Regions from separate parts of the Mus musculus genome. Here region 2 is linked to region 1. The links are chromatin contacts, called in public promoter capture Hi-C maps. All regions are on one chromosome and are shown on one strand. The core of a region is the stretch at or near the end of the contact, and the rest is flanking DNA. Distances in the headings are between cores, read along the strand shown.

Region 1 (3,259 bases), core at 397-2,896:
CTATCTGTTGCATTGTGTGACTTTATGGTGTCTACTGCTTAAATCATAACAATACTTATTGTTCCTAATAAAACAATTATAGTAAATTGTCTTTTAAATCCAGCTTAGTCTCTTGGTTCTTAGAGTTTAAAAAAATTGTTCGTATAAGACATGGTTTCTAGCAGGTGTCTTCATTTTATAAAATGTTTGTTTTAGTTTATTTAAGATACAGGAATTGTTCAAAACATGATAAATGGCCAACCTTAACGATCTGACACTAAAATAGAGCCAGGAGTGAGAGATTATGAGCAAAAAGTCTGGATCCCAATTCTGAATATGTTCTTTGCTAACCATACGGGGTCAGCTGCTAGAGTTTTTAATACCACCTCTTCAGCTTCCTACCTTTAAATGATAGTGGCTATTTAAAATGCCACTACTATGTGATTATGTTGATCAAGGCTTTTTTGCTTTGAGGTTCAGTGTAGTCCAAGCTGGTCTCAAACTCACAATAGAGCAAAGAACAACAACCTTTAACTCCTGATTTAAAACAACCTTGAATTCTTGATTCTCCTGTCTTTACTTCCCAAGTACCTGGGTTACAAGTGAGTGTCACCAGCACCCACTCCTGTGACAGTTTTGAAAGGATACTAAGTAAAAAGTAAGGACCTTAATTATCTACTTAAGGAAATGGACTGATTCATCTAGAGTTTAGCTCTGTGATCTCTGTACTGGATTGTTTCTTAGAGGCTGGGACCTCAATTAAGAAAATGCCTCTATAAAATAGGCTGTAGGCAAACCTAGAGGACATGTTTTAAATTAATGATGGATGGGGAGGACCCAGCCCATTGTGGGTGGTGCCATCCCTGTGCTGGTGGCTCTGAGTGCTGTAAGAAAGCAGGCTGGAGAAGCCATGAGGAGCAAGGCAGTAAGCAGCACTCCTGCATGGCCTCTGCACCAGCTCCTGCCTCCAGGGTCCTTTCCTCCAGGGTGTTGCTGAGGCCATGGTGTTTCATCACCGCAATAGAGAACTGACTAAGACAACCTCTTCAGGCAGGCCTGCTCTGACTAGTTACGGTCTTTTCCCTGTCTGCCCAAACTGTGTCAGCTTCCTGACAAGTCTCTATAAAGAATGCTTGAAATAATTCTTACGATTACCACAACAGAAAATCATTTCTCATCTTAGAAGAGATATCATTTTCCAAGCCTAAATAGTAAAAGCATTTTGAAAATACGGGAAACAAGAAGTGTTCTATAATAACAAAGCAGTTTCTGAGCCCAGAGGATGATCGACATCCTAAGGCTCCTTAAGTCATACTGTACTGGGGGTGCGGTGGAGAGGCAAGCACCCAGTGGCAGGGCCAACTCACTGTCACAGTACATCGTTACCATGCATGTGGGGGATGGAGGAACAGGAAGGAGATGGAAAACATCGACTACAGTTCAGGCTTTACCACCTTCAAAGTCTGCATTCTTAGCCTGGCAGTGGTGGCACACGCCTTTAAACCCAGCACATGAGAGGCAGACAGAGGCAGGCAGATCTCTGAGTTTCAGGCCAGCCTGGTCTACAGAGCAAGTTCTAGGACAGCCAAGGCAACACAGGGAAACCCTGTCTCTAAAACCAAAACCAAACAAACGAACAAAAGAGATTCTGCCAGACAGCATACCTTGCTGAGCAATCTTCATTCTTTAACCTCTGCCCTCACAAACTGACCTGGATTTGCAGATAAACTACACAGTGGCAATGCCTGCAATTATATGCAGAAAAGGGCCACGAATGAAGAACTGTTGGATATCCTTTAAGGAACTAGAGGATGGCTCTGTGCTTAGTGCTGGAGTACGAGCTTTTGACCAGAGGACCTGAGCTTGGTTCCCAGCACACCCATGAAGCAGCTTACAACCACTTGTAACTCTAGTTACAGGGAACCCAACACCTCTGGCCTCTGCCTGTGCCTCTCATTTCCAGCATTTCACCAGGGAGGCTAGCCTGGTCTACATGGTAAGTTCCCAGACAGCCAGGGCTATATAGGGAGTCCCAGCTCAAAATAATAAATAATTATCCTAGTCCAGGCTACTAGTGCAATAAAGGGAGGTAGTATTTTTTTTTTACCTGTCTGTTAAGTCTACGGTGTATAATGTGGAAACCCCAGGAACTTAATTGTAACTACTACATGAGGTATTTGGAATGGGAGCAGGGGTAAGTGTTTCCTTTAAAAGCATTTTAAAATCTAGTAGGAGCTAATCCCATAGTTCAGTTTTAAACTCTCCTTATTGTAAACACCATAGGTTGCTTAGTGCCACTGCAGGAAGTATCTTGAGTATCTGCCGATATTAAGCTTCTGTCATTTGCACACCAAAGGGTGAGGCGCTTACAGTCACTGTTTACCAAGGTGCCCTGTCCTCCTGTGTGCCAATACCACCCGGGGCTAATTATGGCCATGGTCAGAACATAGTAACCAGGAAACCAAGGCAGAACTACAGAGCAGCAGGGGAGGCCTGTTCCTGTCAGCTGCTAAAGGACTGATAAGAAAAGGCCCTGAGCTTCCTGTTTAAGTGAATTTGTAGGCATGAGGCTTCTGTTTAAGTGAATCTGTAGCATGAGGTTTCTGTTTAAGTGAATCTGTAGCATGAGGCTTCTGTTTAAGTGAATCTGTAGGCATGAGGTCTCTAAGTGAATCTGTAGCATGAGGTTTCTGTTTAAGTGACTCTGTAGGCATGAGGTTTCTGTTTAAGTGAATCTGTAGCATGAGGTTTCTGTTTAAGTGACTCTGTAGGCATGAGGCTTCTGTTTAAGTGAATCTGTAGGCATGAGGCTTCTGTTTAAGTGAATCTGTAGCATGAGGTTTCTGTTTAAGTGACTCTGTAGGCATGAGGTTTCTGTTTAAGTGACTCTGTAGGCATGAGGCTTCTGTTTAAGTGACTCTGTAGGCATGAGGTTTCTGTTTAAGTGAATCTGTAGGCATGAGGCTTCTGTTTAAGTGAATCTGTAGGCATGAGGTTTCTGTTTAAGTGAATCTGTAGCATGAGGCTTCTGTTTAAGTGAATCTGTAGCATGAGGCTTCTGTTTAAGTGAATCTGTAGCATGAGGCTTCTGTTTAAGTGAATCTGTAGGCATGAGGCTTCTGTTTAAGTGGATCTGTAGGCATGAGGTTTCTGTTTAAGTGAATCTGTAGGCATGAGGCTTCTGTTTAAGTGAATCTGTAGGCATGAGGTTTCTGTTTAAGTGAATCTGTAGCATGAGGTTTCTGTTTAAGTGACTCTGTAGGCATGAGGCTTCTGTTTA
Region 2 (3,052 bases), core at 159-2,658, 130 kb before region 1:
GAATTTGAACCCAGGCCCATGTGTTGCCAAACTACTTCCTTTAAGTAACGCTTATTCCAACTCATGCTAGCCATGACATTTCTCGGATTGAGACGCTCTTAATATCAAAAGCGAGAAATCGTTACATAGTGTCCCTACAGCCGGCCATATATTCCGAGACAAGAAATCCTGCATGAAATTCACTAAAACGTGTCCAGAGTCTAGTAAGCGAGTGCCAAAGTACTCGAGTTGAGCCCCAGATTCCTCGGAAATAGTGGGAAGTATGAGGCTTCAATCCTACCCGGCTACCTTGTTTTCTGTGTTTTAGACAAGCTCTCGCAACCTCTGCCAGGCTGGTTTTCCTTCCCCCAGCCTCCTCCTCCAAGCGCAGGGCTTATACTTAGACACAAGGGCCCACGCTGTCAATATGGCTGACTCATCCTATCAGTTCTGACCCTTAGACTGTCAGGAACCAGACTGACTCTTGACAAACAGAAGAAGACTCATCCACGCTTTATTTGCATAAAAACCTGCCTCTAAATTCAGCATCTTTATGATGAATCAGCTCCTCTTTCCCGGCCTTTCTGGGAGCAGGGATTCTGTGCGCTCCTCACTGGCTTTCCCTCAAAGTGTTTTTCCAGTCCACTTACAGTTGAGAACAGATGTAGATGCTGGCCTACTCCCAACACCCTGCAGCTAACTCCTGACTCCACGATTCCCTGCAGACCGAGCGGGGCTGAAGTAGAAAATGATTTCAGCCCATGGCTCTATCTGCATCACTCACTCCCAATTCAGTACTAGCCCAAAGGAACCAATCCTATTTGCAGTCTTCCTTTCAGTTCGTACTGAAGTGCGTACAGGGCGCACCACATTTCGGTGATTTAAGGCTTCGTTCTCCCTCCTCTGGCCCAACACCATCGTTTGCCAGTTTCCCTGACTCTAACAATAGAAGGGAAAAAAGTCTTTGGAAAACCGGAGACACACAATAGATCAAGATTATCTGGCCTTGGCTACCAACGCAAACGACCATGAGCTCAGACAGAAAATAAAGTAGGTCTTTTAAAAAGTAAGTGCTTCAGGCCAGAGAGATGACTCAGCTACCAAGAATGCATCCTCTTTCAGAGGAACCAAGTTCAGTTCCCCGTACCCACATCAGGCAGTTCACAACAGCCTGTGACTCCAACTCCAGAGGATCCTATGCGCCCTGCCGAACTCCTCATGGGCACCTACATATGCAAACTTAAAATTAAGAAATAAATCTTAAAAAAGGAAAAAAGAAGAAAGTAACTGGCGATCATTTAAAACACAAAATTAGAGCACGCGGGGCGGGGGGGGCGGGGGGGGCGGGCAGGCAAATACAGTGTAACTTTGAGTCACTCGCAAGTGCTAACGTCAGCTGGGTCATTTCCGCATCACTGACAAATACAGGAAACTGTCCTGTGTTGATAAAAAGCAGATGAGAGGACAGCCATCCTTAACACGATCCTTTATTCCAGTAAAGCCACAGACGTAAAACCGCTGCTGCAGCAGAGAGAGACACAGGGGGACCGGATAGCATCTTCACCGCCCTCGGTTCTGGGAACAGCTTGTGGTGCTCACAGACCTCTAGTCCGGAGTCGTTGCTGAGTATTAAACGGGTGCATCCTGTGCTGACATTTGGGCAAATCTGAGGGCTCAAGAATCTACCTACGGTCTTCTTTTCTATCTGTTCGAGTAAACTGGGGATCTGGCATTCCCTAAAACAACCATACTGGTCTCATTCGCTTACTCACTCACTAAATGTTTGATCTCCAATCATGAATCAAGTTCCTTCTTAGGCCCAGGGAACAAAGTTGAACTAGAAAGACCGGGAGGCATGGCCCCAGTCCATTTTTGCTCTCTATGGGCAGATTTTAAGCCACCTTCATCAGACTAGGAATCATGTGGAGCTTGCCAGTGATATTTCAAAGTGACTATGCCTTTCTGCTGATAACATCATTTTTTCCTCTCCAAGGATTTTTTTTTAAAGTTACAAAATTTATAGCCCAGAGTGATAGGAAAGCAATAAAAACCTGTTGAGTTGAAAAGAGTCATTTATTGTTCCCCTAAAGTATGAGCAGACTCACGTTAAGACTCCAGTGGGACATTCTCTCCACGGGCGCGCAGAGTGCTAACCTCTCAGACTTGTAAGTTATAGACGTACCTTGTTAGTTTTTGTTATTAATATTTGAAGAACTTTTACACGTTAGCACAAAGGATTAGAACACGTTAATTCTCTGAGCAGGAGGTATAGACAAAATAAATAATAATTGTTCTCTTAGAAGGTCCACTAGGCTGACATGCTATTTTTATAGAGAAGGAGACAGCCTTGTAAGCAGCAGAGTAAACAAAACATTAAAGGCAGAATCCGGTCAAGAGAAGGACCTGGGAGGATTAGGGACCATGACAAAGATGGTGCCTGAATGTCAGGATCTCATAGAAAAGGAGTAAAAGTTAGGATAAAGTTATTAAGTGGCAGTTCCCTACCACCAACATGAGGGCCCCAGAGTCAGCAAATGGAAACTTGAATGTAAGAGATCACACATTAAGGTTAAATGGGGATTAATAATGAAGGTGGCCAGAGTTTCCTTGTTCTGCAGAAGTTGGGGGTTTAGGACAAGGTGAAAGAATAATTACACAATATGAGAAAAGAGGAGGAACCAGCAAGAGCCCTGTGTGCTTTCCAGGGGAAGCAACGGATGAACGGAGGCACATAGCACAGACACCTTAGCAGTGAGGTTACATCTGGGCATTGAACTACAGGAGTTTCCATCCTGGTGTAGTGGAGCATTCCTATAATCTCAGCAACCAGGAGGCTGAGGCAGGAGAAACAGGAGTATAAGGCTAGCCTGTACTACTTGGTGAGATCCTGTCTCAAAACCAAAAACAGAAAGGAGTTTTCTGAGGCACAAATACAGAAGACAGAGTTTCAGCTTCAAGAACAGCATGTGCAGAGGTAATAAATTAAAATCAAGTGCTGCGGCTGGAGAGTAATAGAGGTGGGGACTGCCAAGCTGTATGCATCAGAAAAGGTAAGGGCTTTAGGCATCCCCAG

Evidence for each region. Capture Hi-C pulls out chosen DNA fragments and counts their contacts.
Region 2: a contact with region 1 is called in a promoter capture Hi-C map of liver. A contact is called at or near these places in 2 of 484 Hi-C or Micro-C datasets (Th1 cells and nephron progenitors), 9 of 130 datasets of targeted methods (CD8 T cells, the HPC-7 cell line, bone marrow-derived macrophages and 4 more) and 3 of 9 other capture datasets (adipose tissue, liver and pancreatic islet).

Annotation. Positions count from the first base shown.
Region 1 is chr19:21,603,203-21,606,461 of GRCm38.p6, reverse strand. All of the region lies in intron 2 of 1110059E24Rik (RIKEN cDNA 1110059E24 gene), which reads left to right. Among named protein-coding and RNA genes, the nearest start is that of Gm38486, 8.7 kb to the right of the region's middle.
Region 2 is chr19:21,736,062-21,739,113 of GRCm38.p6, reverse strand. No RefSeq gene overlaps it. Among named protein-coding and RNA genes, the nearest start is that of Gm41818, 14 kb to the right of the region's middle.